Regions from separate parts of the Zea mays genome. Here region 1 is linked to region 2. Evidence: chromatin contacts called from public Hi-C data. All regions are on one chromosome and are shown on one strand. The core of a region is the stretch at or near the end of the contact, and the rest is flanking DNA. Distances in the headings are between cores, read along the strand shown.

The links. Hi-C and Micro-C count contacts between places; a contact is called where the count stands out from the background.
Region 1: a contact with region 2 is called in a Hi-C map of tassel, with 2.9 times the contacts expected there. The contact joins the promoter of LOC100284257 here to the promoter of LOC103649687 in region 2. A contact is called at or near these places in 3 of 25 Hi-C or Micro-C datasets (bundle sheath, ear and tassel).

What each region holds. Positions count from the first base shown.
Region 1 is chr3:12,007,610-12,014,386 of Zm-B73-REFERENCE-NAM-5.0, reverse strand. LOC100284257 reads right to left here and starts at 4,435. Exons shown (of 5, transcript NM_001147847.1): 1 at 4,079-4,435; 2 at 3,927-3,975. The coding sequence starts at 4,243.
Region 2 is chr3:11,624,800-11,630,980 of Zm-B73-REFERENCE-NAM-5.0, reverse strand. LOC103649687 reads left to right here and starts at 1,421. Exons shown (of 3, transcript XM_008675419.3): 1 at 1,421-1,992; 2 at 2,112-2,220; 3 at 4,726-5,727. The coding sequence starts at 1,796. The coding sequence ends at 5,139. It overlaps LOC542489 (cellulose synthase 3), which reads right to left. Exons shown (of 14, transcript NM_001305863.1): 14 at 5,762-6,181. The coding sequence ends at 6,130.

The DNA.
Region 1 (6,777 bases), core at 3,186-5,685, 380 kb before region 2:
CTCAATTGGCGCCACTCCTACTCTCTCTCGTATGTCATCATTCCGGACTCGGTCTCTCCTTGTGTGGCCACATATCCAGCGCAACATACGCATCTCTGCCACACACAGTTGTTGGACATGTCGTCTTTTAGTGGGCCAACATTCTGCTCCATACAACATAGCCGGCCGGATTGCTGTCCTGTAGAATTTGCCTTTTAGTTTGTGTGGCACCCGGGGGTCGCATAAGACACCCGCCGCTTGCCGCCACTTCAACCATCCAGCTTTAATTCTATGACTGACATCCTCATCGATGTCTCCATCCTTCTGAAGCATTGATCCTAAGTAACGAAAAGTGTCTTTCTTGGGTACCACTTGCCCATCAAGACTAACATCGCCATCTTCATACCCCATGGCACTGAAATCACACTTCATATACTCCGTTTTAGACCTACTAAGCCTAAAACCTTTTGCTTCCAGCGTCTGTCTCCACAATTCCAACTTTTGCGAAACACCACTCCTACTCTCCTCAATAAGTACCACATCATCGGCAAAAAGCATACACCACGGTATATCTCCTTGTATGTCCCTTGTGACCTCATCTATCACCAAAGCGAAAAGATAAGGGCTCAAAGCCGACCCTTGATGTAGTCCTATGTTAATTGGAAAGTCATCGGTGTCCCCATCACTTGTTCGGACACTTGTCACAACATTAGTGTACATATCTTTAATAAGATTAATGTACTTTGTTGCTACTTTGTGTTTTTCCAAGGCCCACCACATTACACTCCTGGGTACTTTGTCATAAGCCTTCTCCAAGTCTATGAAGACCATATGCAGGTCTTTCTTTTGTTCTCTGAATCTCTCCATAAGTTGTCTTAGTAAGAAAATGGCCTCCATAGTTGATCTCCCGGGCATGAAACCAAACTGATTTTGGGTCACGCTCGTCAGCTTTCGCAGGCGGTGTTCAATGACTCTCTCCCATAGCTTCATTGTATGGCTCATGAGTTTAATTCCACGGTAATTAGTACAACTTTGAACATCTCCTTTGTTCTTGAAGATTGGTACTAATGTACTCCGCCGCCACTCGTCGGGCATTCTGTTTGTCCGAAAGATGGTGTTGAAAAGCTTAGTCAGCCATACTATCGCTATGTCTCCAAGGCATCTCCATACCTCGATAGGGATACCATCAGGGCCCATCGCCTTTCCTACCTTCATCCTTTTTAGCGCCTCCTTAACTTCATATTCTTGTATCCTTCGCACAAAACCCCTGTTGTTGTCATCGAATGGTTCGTCCAATTCTATTGTAGAACTCTCATTCCCTCCATTGAACAATTTGTTGAAGTACTCCTTCCATCTATTCTTGATCTCTTCATTCTTCACTAATAGTTGGTTTGCTTCATTCTTGATGCATTTGACTTGGTTGACATCCCTTGTCTTCCTTTCACGAATCTTGGCCATCCTATAGATATCCTTTTCTCCCTGCTTTGTGTCCAACCGTTGATAAAGGTTGTCAAAGGCTTGACCCCGGGCTCTACTAACCGCTCGCTTTGCAGACTTCTTCGCTATCCTATACTTCTCTATGTTTTCTGCACACTTGTCATGATGTAAGCGTTTGTAGCAATCTTTCTTCTCCTTGATAGCCTTTTGGACATCTTCGTTCCACCACCAAGTGTCTTTAACTTCCCTTCTGTTTCCTTGACTCAGCCCAAACTCTTCTGAAGCTATCTTTCGGATGCACATCGCCATCTTCCTCCACATGATATTTGAGTCTCCCTCTTCTGCCCAAGGGCCCTCCTCGATAACTCTCTCCTTGAAAGTTTGGGCCACATCCCCTTTAAGCTTCCACCACTTTGTTCTAGTGACCTTGTTATGCTTATTCCGTTGTAAACGAATCTTAAAACGGAAGTCAGCTACGACAAGCTTATGTTGGGTTACCACACACTCTCCAGGTATAACCTTGCAATCTAAGCAGGCATGCCTGTCCTCTTTTCTCAAGAGGACGAAATCAATCTGGCTAGTGTGTTGGCCACTACTGAAGGTCACCAGGTGGGATGTCCTCTTCCTAAAGAAAGTGTTTGCTATAAACATGTCATAGGCTAGGGCAAAGTTCAGGATTTCCTCTCCTTCTTGATTCCTAGTCCCAAAGTCGAAGCCTCCATGCACACCCTCGAAACTGGTGCTAGATGTACCCACATGGCCATTGAGATCTCCTCCTATGAAGAGCTTCTCGCCAACTGGCACACTACTAACCATGTCCTCCAGGCCTTCCCAGAACTCCCTCTTTGAGTTCTCATTAAGGCCTACTTGAGGAGCATACGCGCTGATAACATTGAGAACCAAGTCCCCAATGACCAGCTTGACTAGGATGAATAAGCCTAAAGACAGAATTTCAAACTTATTGATCTTTGGTTGTGGTGCTTTGTTTTGGGCTATTTGGAGAACCAGAAATGATTGTTTTTTTGGTGAAAAGATTATTCTTGACCCGGCTAACATAATATTTCTCTGTTGCTTTTGGTTGGATTCTTGGGTTATTCGACAGAAAGAGAAGGAAAAAAAAGATGGTGGTACAAGGAAGTCAACTTATCAGAAGGATAGCAAGTGAGGCGATGAGCAGGGCCTTTGGATGGTGTCCGAGGGACCGTCGCATTACTGTTTGAAGACTCCTTTTGGCACTTCATGCTCCTTCTGGTGGTCATCGTAGCTCAAGTTCTTTTGGATGTTATGTTGGTGGGTTAGTTGCATCTAGGTTGGTTTTAGCTGGGTTACTGCCTTTGGCCTGTGGCCTTTGTAAATAAGCTTGGCTTAAAAACTGTGGAGCTTTCTGGTTGGGTGCTAGTGGAGTCTGATCTTTGCATATCCTTGTTAGATTGTAGAGGTTAGTTCCACTAGTTACTACTTTTGGTGATGGGTTGCTCTCCATCATGGTGGTCTGTAATGACTCTTTACCTATTTCCTAATGAAATAGGGGGCTATGCCCCTTCGTCAAAAAAAAACAATGCATTGCATAGCACTTGACTCAAACTTGGTAAGTTTTTCCTCGGACAATAAATCTGGCAATTTGCTAGACCAAATTCTAAGCTGTGCTCTGCGTGTCACAAGGCAAATGCCGCCTAGGAACACTAAGGGAAAGTTTGCTAGGGCTCCAGGTCCTAAAATGGCATCAGATTTAGCTCCTCTCCTGGAGTAGCTTCTTGTCACAGCCCCTGGACGGAGGACGCTCGCCTTCCTCGTCGTGAGCAGATTGACAGAAGAACTCCGGTGAGTTCTTGCGAGCGTCAGTTCCCAGGTGAGTTGGAACAGGTAAGAAATGTGTGGATCTGGTATTTCTGATTATTTGATGATTGTCTCAGTACAAAAGGTAGTATTTATACTAGTACAAATGACTAAAGGCCCAATAACGAGGCCCATAATCCTTCACCTAATCCCCCCCCCCCTTCACCAGTAATTTCTCAGGAACCCTAGCCACAATCACACGGTACTTACACTTCTCTGGTAGAGCCAGAACACTTTGTAGAAAGATATTTGACAAAAGGGTTTCGTAGAGCATTTTTTAGAGGAGCTGGTGCAAGTTAATATTTTGGGCTCCGGCTCCTTGGTGGTTTCAGTGAGAAACCGGTTTTCTTTTTACCCCGTTTGGTATGATTTCTTCAGAAGCCAAAGCCAGAGCCTTTTGTAAGCCCTAGCAAAGGGACCCTAACTGACATAAAAGCTAAGGTTTTAGCAATAATAACCAACACAGATCCAGCATTGAGAAACATACAGAAAAGAAGACACGCCGCGCCGACGCATTCTGCGTCTTGTACATCATATTTATCGGCGTACTTAATAACATAGACCAAATTCGCGGATAGAGGCATCAATGTCAAGCGACAATGCCTAAATTAACTTCACCAGTAATAAATATAGTGCAAAAATAAGTTAGAAAGAAGGACGAAGGAGGGACGCACCCATTCCAAGAGCGGATAGCTCTACATCTTCGTGCTGTTGCATATACCTCTGCACGGACCGAAGCAACCAAATCAGCCAGAATCCGGAAGCGGCGGGTGGGCAGGAGTATCACGGAAAGATGCGGCGCGTAGGGAGAGAGGGGCAGCCGTACCTTGGCGAGGTTGACGTAGAAGAAGAGGGGTTTCTTGGTGTTGGACACCTGGATGCGGTTGCTGCTGCCGCCGCCGCCCCTCCTCTGCCCCTCTCCGCCTGAAGCCGCCGCGTCTCCGGTAACGGTGAGGTTCTTCACCCCCTCGGCGATCTCCTCCACCACCATGATCGGTAGCGATCTAGCACGCCGGGCCGCAGCCGGATCGACGGGGTTGGTCGACTGCTCACGTCTCCGCTTCCGGTGGCTCACCTCCTCCCTCCCTCTCGCGTCTTCTCGGCGTTGCGGCGGGTGCGGGTAAAACGAGGGAGGAGAGCCCGGTCGGACGGCCCCGCGCGCGAGTGATGATGCGTGGGCTTGACGGAACCGGCGATGGGATGTCTCGGCCCAACCTCCTTAGCCGACGATTCAAGCAGCCCAAATGGAAGCGGGCCCACTCAGGGCTGATTTGGCAGCCGCTTTTCCCGCCCGGAACCCGGTGTTTTCCCTGTGTCGCTAATCCATACGCTAAATTTTCACCGACCATCACTCCATCCTGTTTGGAAACCGGCCTCGAAGGTATACTGGCCCATTCTGAGCGCAACTTACGCGTGGAAACTCGTCCGACCTTTAGACGTCGGGCGGCTATCCCCGAATCGTCTCTTCCTCTCGCCTCCTCTATCACGGCCGTAGAGATGGCAATGGATACCTGAAGCCCGACTACCCGACAGGTTTTACTCGATATAAAGGCGGGTATAAGATGATTTCTCTATCCGTAGGTATGTTAATGGGCAAGATCCTCCACCCGTTGGATAAACGGGTACGGGTACGAGTTGGTACTACCCATACCTATCTACTCATGGATAGAATATACCTGCAACAATACCACTATAATCATCTAATATAGTCCATCTTAGCTAAAATAAAAATCTTCTCTAGCTATCATTTGTCTAGCTACCAAGTTATGTAATCATATGATTTGTTATATGTAAAGTTTGACTTGTTTTTTATGTTTATTTAATGTTTTGAGTGATTGATATATTAGAATTTAAGACTTTCCTAGCGGGTACGGGTTATCCGACGGGTAAAATTACCCGCACGGGTACGGGTATGGGTAGGATTTTATACCCACGAGCATATATGGGTAACCTGACGGGTAGAAATTTTTTTGATAGGTATAGGTATGGAACGACACTACCCGACGGGTATGTACCCGTTGCCATCCCTACACGGACACGCCGCCACCACTTCGCCAGTCGCCGCACACCCCTCCCCCAGTGATTTTGTCGGGTAAATCTAGCTCCTCTTCCGCACCTTCTTCTTGCTAGGATTTCTTTTTTCTATTCTTGCTGCTTCTTGGACAGTGACGAACGCAGGCTAGAAGCATGGTAGGATCTGACGCGACCGCTTTTATTCTCTCTCGTGGGTGTGAACAGCTCTCTCTGTCCTTTGTCCATATCCACTAGGTGCAGATCTAGATCAGTTCATTATACCCTGTGTAGATCTAGAATGCTTGAATGTTGGGGGCGTGGGGATGAGTCTCCTTTCCTTTTGCCAGTCTTTGCAACCTTGATTGGCTGCCATCATGTCATCCTCACCTCCGATGCAGCAGTTGATGTCGACTTAGGAACTGCACAGAGTTTATTCGACAATATGCTCATGAGGTATATCTTACACATCCCGGACCAAATTTGTCAATGCTAAAAAGTCTGATGACCCCTCTGTGTCCATCTATGCCGTCCAGATCGCTCTCTCTGTGTACCAAAAGGAACAGTTGCTTCACAAAGTTGTCATCGTTCTAATGATAACACCTCACGAATTAGCTTTTGTGTTTCTGCTCTTGTGTTTGATTTATTTAAGCTAATTCTTTGTCACACCCGGTTTTAAGGGACAAAGTCGGGTGCATCTCATACATGCGCCAAAGAAGACAACATATATAATAACAGAGTGTATAGAGATAAATGTCACAATATAATCAGAGTACTTATTACATAGCGGAAGACTTACAAAATAAATGATAGATATGGATCACTAAAATCCATCCTTGGCGCCAGAGAGTCAACTGGGAGACGACGACCTAGATCTCTCACGAACACAGTGCAACATCCACCATGCGCCTCATCTAGTGGTACCTGTTCTTGACCTGTGGGGGTGTGAGACAGCAAGGGTGAGCTCACATATGTTCATCGCTCAACAAGTTGTGGGGAATAATGTGACATGAACTCACCAAAGGTGGGAGTTCATGAAGTGTAAGGCTGATCAACAATAGAGGTTAAAGCTGAGCATTGCTTTTATAAGTTGGTCAAAATTTTATTAGCAGTTACTAAGTGTAAGTGAATATCAAACCATAATAAAATAATAGAACAAAATTAATAACAAATCTCATGCAATGCAAATGATAAATTGAATTTAAGTTCTATAGATTAATCATCAGAGAGTCCTGAGCTGCTCATGACCGTGAGCTCGGCTAGTATACCAGTTTTACACTCTGCAGAGGTTGTACCCTTTACCCACAAGTCGTGTTTCCCATGTCACCAGGGTTAGCTAGACCCTTAGACACTAACGAGGTGAATGGCTAGGGATCCACTACGAGGCCTTTACAAAGTTCCACTAGCTTTCGAAAACCTGCTACAGTTTATGGGAAGAGCACTTGCAAGAATCCCTCGTCTGACCGCCATCGCAGCAAAATCAACCCGAGAACCTCCTTACATGCAACTCCCCTA
Region 2 (6,181 bases), core at 172-2,671:
CAAAATCTAGAATATATGTCAATTCAATGCGCATTTGTACAACAAACGTGATAAAAACATGATTTGGTACAAAATAAGTATATAATCAGACACAATTATTCACTTTGCCTTTGCTTGTCATATTATCTACTTATTCGTCTATTTTTTCGAACTGTAAGATAATGTTTGGATCAGGAATGGTAACACGGGCACGAACATAACTAGAATAGGATGGTAACGTTAATAAAGGATCGGAATACAGACTTTGTATGTTTCACTTTTGGTAACATTAATGGGCAAAGCTAGAAGCAATCTTTAGAGAGAATACATTGTCAATTCTCTGGTGTGCTAGAGATTCTAGATCACATCGATGGCTTCCCATGCATGGGCGGAGAGGCATTCAAAGGTTGTGATTGCAATCGGATTTGGGGTAGGAGAAAGGGTTGTGTGAGAGAGATTGGGATGAGCGAGCAAGTAGATAATTGTAACCTATAGGACATCGCCAGCATGGAATGGAGGCATAGAGCAACGAGCGAGCTAACCGCCGACACATTGGTGGAGTTGCTCCCGGTACTCCACCAACGAAGTTGGAGCCGTAGGGTCGAGGCCACAGGCGAAGGATGAGCCGTCGGGCGCAGGTTCGAGGGGAGACGAAGACAAATCAAGATCTGATTACACTCTGGAGAGAACGGTAATCATTAAACCATTCATGATTTATAGGGTAACACTATTCGTCACCCTAGTGGAATGATTACCCACTTGAAATAACTTAACAAACACGATTTTTGTTAAGCCATTTCAAGGTGCTATCACCTAGAGAGCATCACAGAAAATTAAGGTATTTAATATTCAAACGATCACGAATACATTTACTATCATTTTTATCTTTCTTTTTTTCTTTCTATCTTGTTGTTCATCACTTATTCCAAGGATATTTGGTGACGTTCTGGATGGATTTGTTGATTTTGAGACAACCTCTATATGCGCTCCTTCGGTGGATCTTTCTAAGACTTGTTTGGATTGGTTTTATCGGTTTGCTACGTTTCTCGATGTGTCTAAGATTGTGGTGACTATGAATGTGTGCTGTGTGTGATTCGGACCTCTTCCCATGTTAACAATGGGTTTTAACTTTTAACTAGAGTAGGCAGGCTGAAAAACGTGCACAAAATATATGTGCATGTGCGTGACATGGACTGGCTGGCTCCTCGACCGCGTGAAGTAGATGCCATCGATTAGCGGGGCAGTGGGCGTGGCTGCCTGCCCGTGATGTGTGTGTATCACACGGTGAGCATTCGAGCTGCTCCACATGGTCCGCATTCGAGCTGGCCGCATGGTGCGGCAACCGGCACTTCGCCACTGCTCCACATCGAGCTCAAGGCTGGGTATCGCTGTCGGCGCCCCCCACACGGCGTACGCTCTTTATAAGAGCCCCCGGCCGCGCGCCGCGGCAACCTCCACAACGCACAACAGCATATGCATAGCTAGCTCTAGTGCTGCATCCTCTCCGTCTCCAGCGTCATCGTCCCTTTCCTTCGTTCACCTCCAGCTAGCAGCCACACGCACCACCGTCCCGTCGCGTCTCCGGCCTAGCTCGCCAGCCACCTCCGCACGTCGTCCATCTCCCTTCATATATTCAGCAAGCAAAGACAGCTTCTGACGCGTCGTCGTCCCGGCTCGATCTGCATTGTGCGGCGGCGCGGTGAATAGTAGAATTAAACCGCCGGCGGAACAATAAGCAAACGACTAAGCAGCTACAGGCCAGGCCAACAGCACGCCCATCGAAGACGACTAGAACGTTCGTTCGTCGGAACAAGATATGGTGAGCAGCAAGGGCGTCGAGCCGGTGCAGCACGCCGCCGCCGCCGCCGCCGCCGCCGGGTCGTTGCCGCTGGCGGCGCTGAACCACATCTCCGTGGTGTGCCGGTGCCTCGAGAGCTCCCTCCGCTTCTACCGCGACGTCCTCGGCTTCGCCCCCATCCGCCGCCCGGGCTCCTTCGACTTCGACGGCGCATGGTACGGCATTCGACTGCACACAGCTATATCACTGACGATGCCTTTATTGTCAAGCTAGCTAACAATCATGTAATCATACTGCATGACCTGCATGTTCAACAACTCATTCTACTGCGCAGGCTGTTCAACTACGGCATAGGCATTCATCTCCTGCAAGCCGAGGATCCGGCGAGCATGCCCCCCAAGAAGACGGAGATCAACCCCAAGGACAACCACGTCTCCTTTCAGGTATGCAGGAGTGCTTGCCACACCACGTCTTCAAGCTAGATCCAGATCGTTTGCTGTCCTGCAATAGTGCCTACCCATCCACACCGACTAGTCGTGTATCTATATAAATACTAATCAGTTACCCTATATAAGCAAATTCAACTCCTTCTATCAACTTAAGTTTTTGAATTAAATTGATTAGTGCGTGTAACTTAATATGATATCAGAACTATAAATCTCGAGTTTAAATTCTAGTTACCACAATTAAATAAAATAATTGTTGCTCGCTGCTATATTCCACGTCAGAGACCTAAAAAAGACTCGACGTGAGAGGAAAGTGTTAGAATATAATATAAATGAATTATCCAACTCCTCCAATTAGTTTAAACTTTTAGCTTTAACTGATTAGTGTATGTAACTTAATATATATCATATGAGTAGACTTTTTTTAATAAAATACAAAAATATGTATATTGTGTTGCTTAGGTGGATGTGAATATGGAGCCACGCAGCTATCAACCAAGATCTGAAGCCCTTATTTTGTGCATAATTTTATCTTATTTTGTATAAAGTGAGAAGGGTGATAAATACACATCGACCGATTTAACCATAAAACTGATGTTTTATATAATAGAGAAATATTTAAAAGATTAGAACATTGGTAATAACGAATAATGTACCGGACAAAATTACAGTGACCTACCGAGAATTATTCCTTGCGATCGAACCTCTGATCTGAAGTATAGTAAGAGGAATTTGGGGAAAAAAATAGGTATACTCCTAAGTCGTTGACACTGGCGATTGGGGGAATCGGCCGATCGAATTAGTTAATTAGCTTTTAATCTGCATGTTCGTGCCTCCATTTTTCTGTGCTCAGCGAGATCCACGGCTGCTCCTCATCTGCAATAGAATATAGTTATATAAAATTACTAGAGAAAATTCCTTTAATCCCATCCAAACTTATACTAATCTCTTCAATATCATAAAAATTTATAGCTTTGCTTCAATGTCATTAAATTTAAATTTTAATCCTTTGAATGCTATCGTCTTTAGTTCGAAGCTAACACCATTAGTTCCATTTGAAGAAAATTCCTCCAATGCCACCAATATCAATATTGATCCCTTCAATGTCACTAGAAATTGATTCGATCTATTTGGGTTTTAAAAATTACAGAATAAAAAATATAGATCAAAGTTCAGTCCATACTTTTTGAAACTCAAAAATTACTCTGATATATTAGTTCGATCTATTTGCTTCCTAATAAATTAAAAAAATATGAAATTGATTAGATCGAATCAGTGTAAATGAATAACCACAGTTTTATGAGTTCTAATATGGACTAAAATTTTTAAAAATTATTTAAAATCTCTACTCATATCAATTAGGAAGAATATAAAGAGTCTCTTGGAGTTGTTCTCCTACAATGCATAAATTTGCATATGCATTATCTATCGAGAAACAAAATTTTGTATATCACACGTATATGTTGTTAGAGCGAGATATGTGGAGTAATTTCGGGGTTTCAAAAAGTATGGGCTGAACTTTGAAAATCAAACCAATTTCTAGTGCCATTGAAAGGATTGGTATATATTTTGATGGCATCGGAGGGATTTATTTTAAATGAAACTAACGGCGTTAGCTTTGAACTAATGGTGATTACATTTAAAGGATTAAAATTTAAATTTGATGGTATTAAAGGGAAGCTATAAATTATGATAGCATTGAAGGGATTGGTATAAGATTGAATGGCATTGAAGGGATTTTCTCTAATTATTAACCCATTCCTCAAACTGGCGGACGTCGCATTAACACTTTTCTGCATTGTCGTTTCTGAAATATAGACGTATTAGAAACTAGGATATGAAACAATTCAGTTACTAAGACTGATCTAGCTAACACATCTTATTTAGCTACCAAGTTATCAAGTGTTCATGCATGCCAAGATGCATGGTGACTGGTGGTGAGTTGGTGACTGATCCACGAAGCATGGAACTATCTTATCTTAAGTTGGCTCCATCTGATAGATCTGCATCTCAATTAATTTAAGAAATGGACGCTGGTGGTTGGCATTCATGATCGGTACGCAATGACGGTTAACATAATAGAAATAGGACTACTAGTAGCTAGATCGAATTGATGAAGAATTCCTAATGCTCTGTGGGTAGGATCATTGCATGTGCATCAGGCAGTGGCAGAAAACTAGTATCGGCTAAAGTCCTGGATCAATTTGGGATAAAAGCACGTGATTTTGATTTTAGAAAAATGGCAATAGGTTATTGATTTTGTGTTGCACATAGAGTTTGTCTTCACTCAGACAGCGTGCATATGCTCATCTGGCAAGGACCAAAAGAAGTACGTATGACGTATCTGCATGCATGCACAACTAGCCATGCGTGCATATATATACTGTTGCACTTTAAATAACGACAAATAAAGTTAAAAGCATGCAGTACGTAAACGTGCTTCTTACCATGAACACAAAATCATCGTGACGGAAAGGTGAACTGGTGATGGTCTATGCGCAGTGCGAGAGCATGGAGGCAGTGCAGCGGCGGCTCACGGAGCTGGGCATCCGGTACGTGCAGCGGCGCGTGGAGGAGGGCGGCATCTACGTGGACCAGCTCTTCTTCCACGACCCCGACGGCTTCATGGTCGAGGTGTGCACCTGCGACAACCTCCCCATCGTGCCCCTCGTTCCCGAGGACGACCATGCCATCCTCGGCCTGCAGCAGCCTGCAGCGCCAGCCTGCAAGCGGCGGCCAGCCGCCGCCCTGAAGCAAGCGCCGCCGCAGCAGCAGCAGCAGGCGCTTCCTGTTCCCGTGGCCGTCCCAACCCCGGCGAAGGCCAGCGGCGGCAGCTGCGTCGGCGAGGTCGAGCTCGAGGCGGCGAGCATCCCTGGTTGCGCGATGAGGTCTTGCCCGGAGCACGCGTGCGTGTAGCGGTGCGTGGGTCTGACAGTCTGACTGGTCGTCGAGAGACCAAGATCGACCGGAACGCTCGCATTTTGAAGATCCAGTGGAGATTGGAGAATTTCGTTGCCATGTTCCCCTCAATTCGTCGTTGACGAAGCTGTATATGTGTACCGGCCGGGTGCGTCTTGTCCGTTCGTTAATTAGTTTTGTTCGATTGTTGGTGTCCTGACGCGAACTGTTGTAGCTTGCAGGCCTGCAGAGGTTAGTGGGTAGCGGCCATCTGGTAGTGACCAACTGACCATTGCAGGCAAAACGCAAACTGATGAGATCGATCCACTGATTGCTCTATAGATACTCCCCGATGTAATCTCTTTAGAAGACATACATATCCATGATTATCCATCCATATAAAACGCCGCTGTGCCACTTTTTGTTTCAAACAACCTCTGCTCCACTTTAGAGCAGCTTCAAAACTGAGTGGAACAACCTCTGCTTCAAGATGCCGCGGAAAATGCGCTCCTGACAGCCTGTCATAAAGTTTCCATGGTCTCCTCTAAACTGCAAAAGAGATCGTGTATGGTTTCTTGAACACCATTCCATCAATCCGTGCCGTAGAATGGACTATTAATTTCAATAATGACATGGCATGAATATTAGAAATACATATATAAATTTCAAGAGAGAGAATCCCTCAATGTCATTGACCAAACAGCTCAATCAGTACTTGAAGTTCCAACATACAGGTTACATCACGACAGTCCAGAGCCCACGGTGAACAGGTAGTCACGACAGTCAACATGAAACAGGCACTACTTACTGCTACTTAGCTACAAATAAGTAGCACGACATAAGTTGACAAAGTTTCATGCTGCCCACCCCAAATGCAGTAGAGTGAACTTAAACGACACATCTTCGCCACCTACCAAGAAAAGTCTTGCCTAACCTCTGGTATTTACACGAAGGGGTAGATCATGATTGTGCCGGAGCAATGTTATTCAGCAGGCAGTTCGGATCATTTCAGCAGTTTACACCACACTGCCCACGGGAAAGAGCCTTCTGGGTAGGGGAT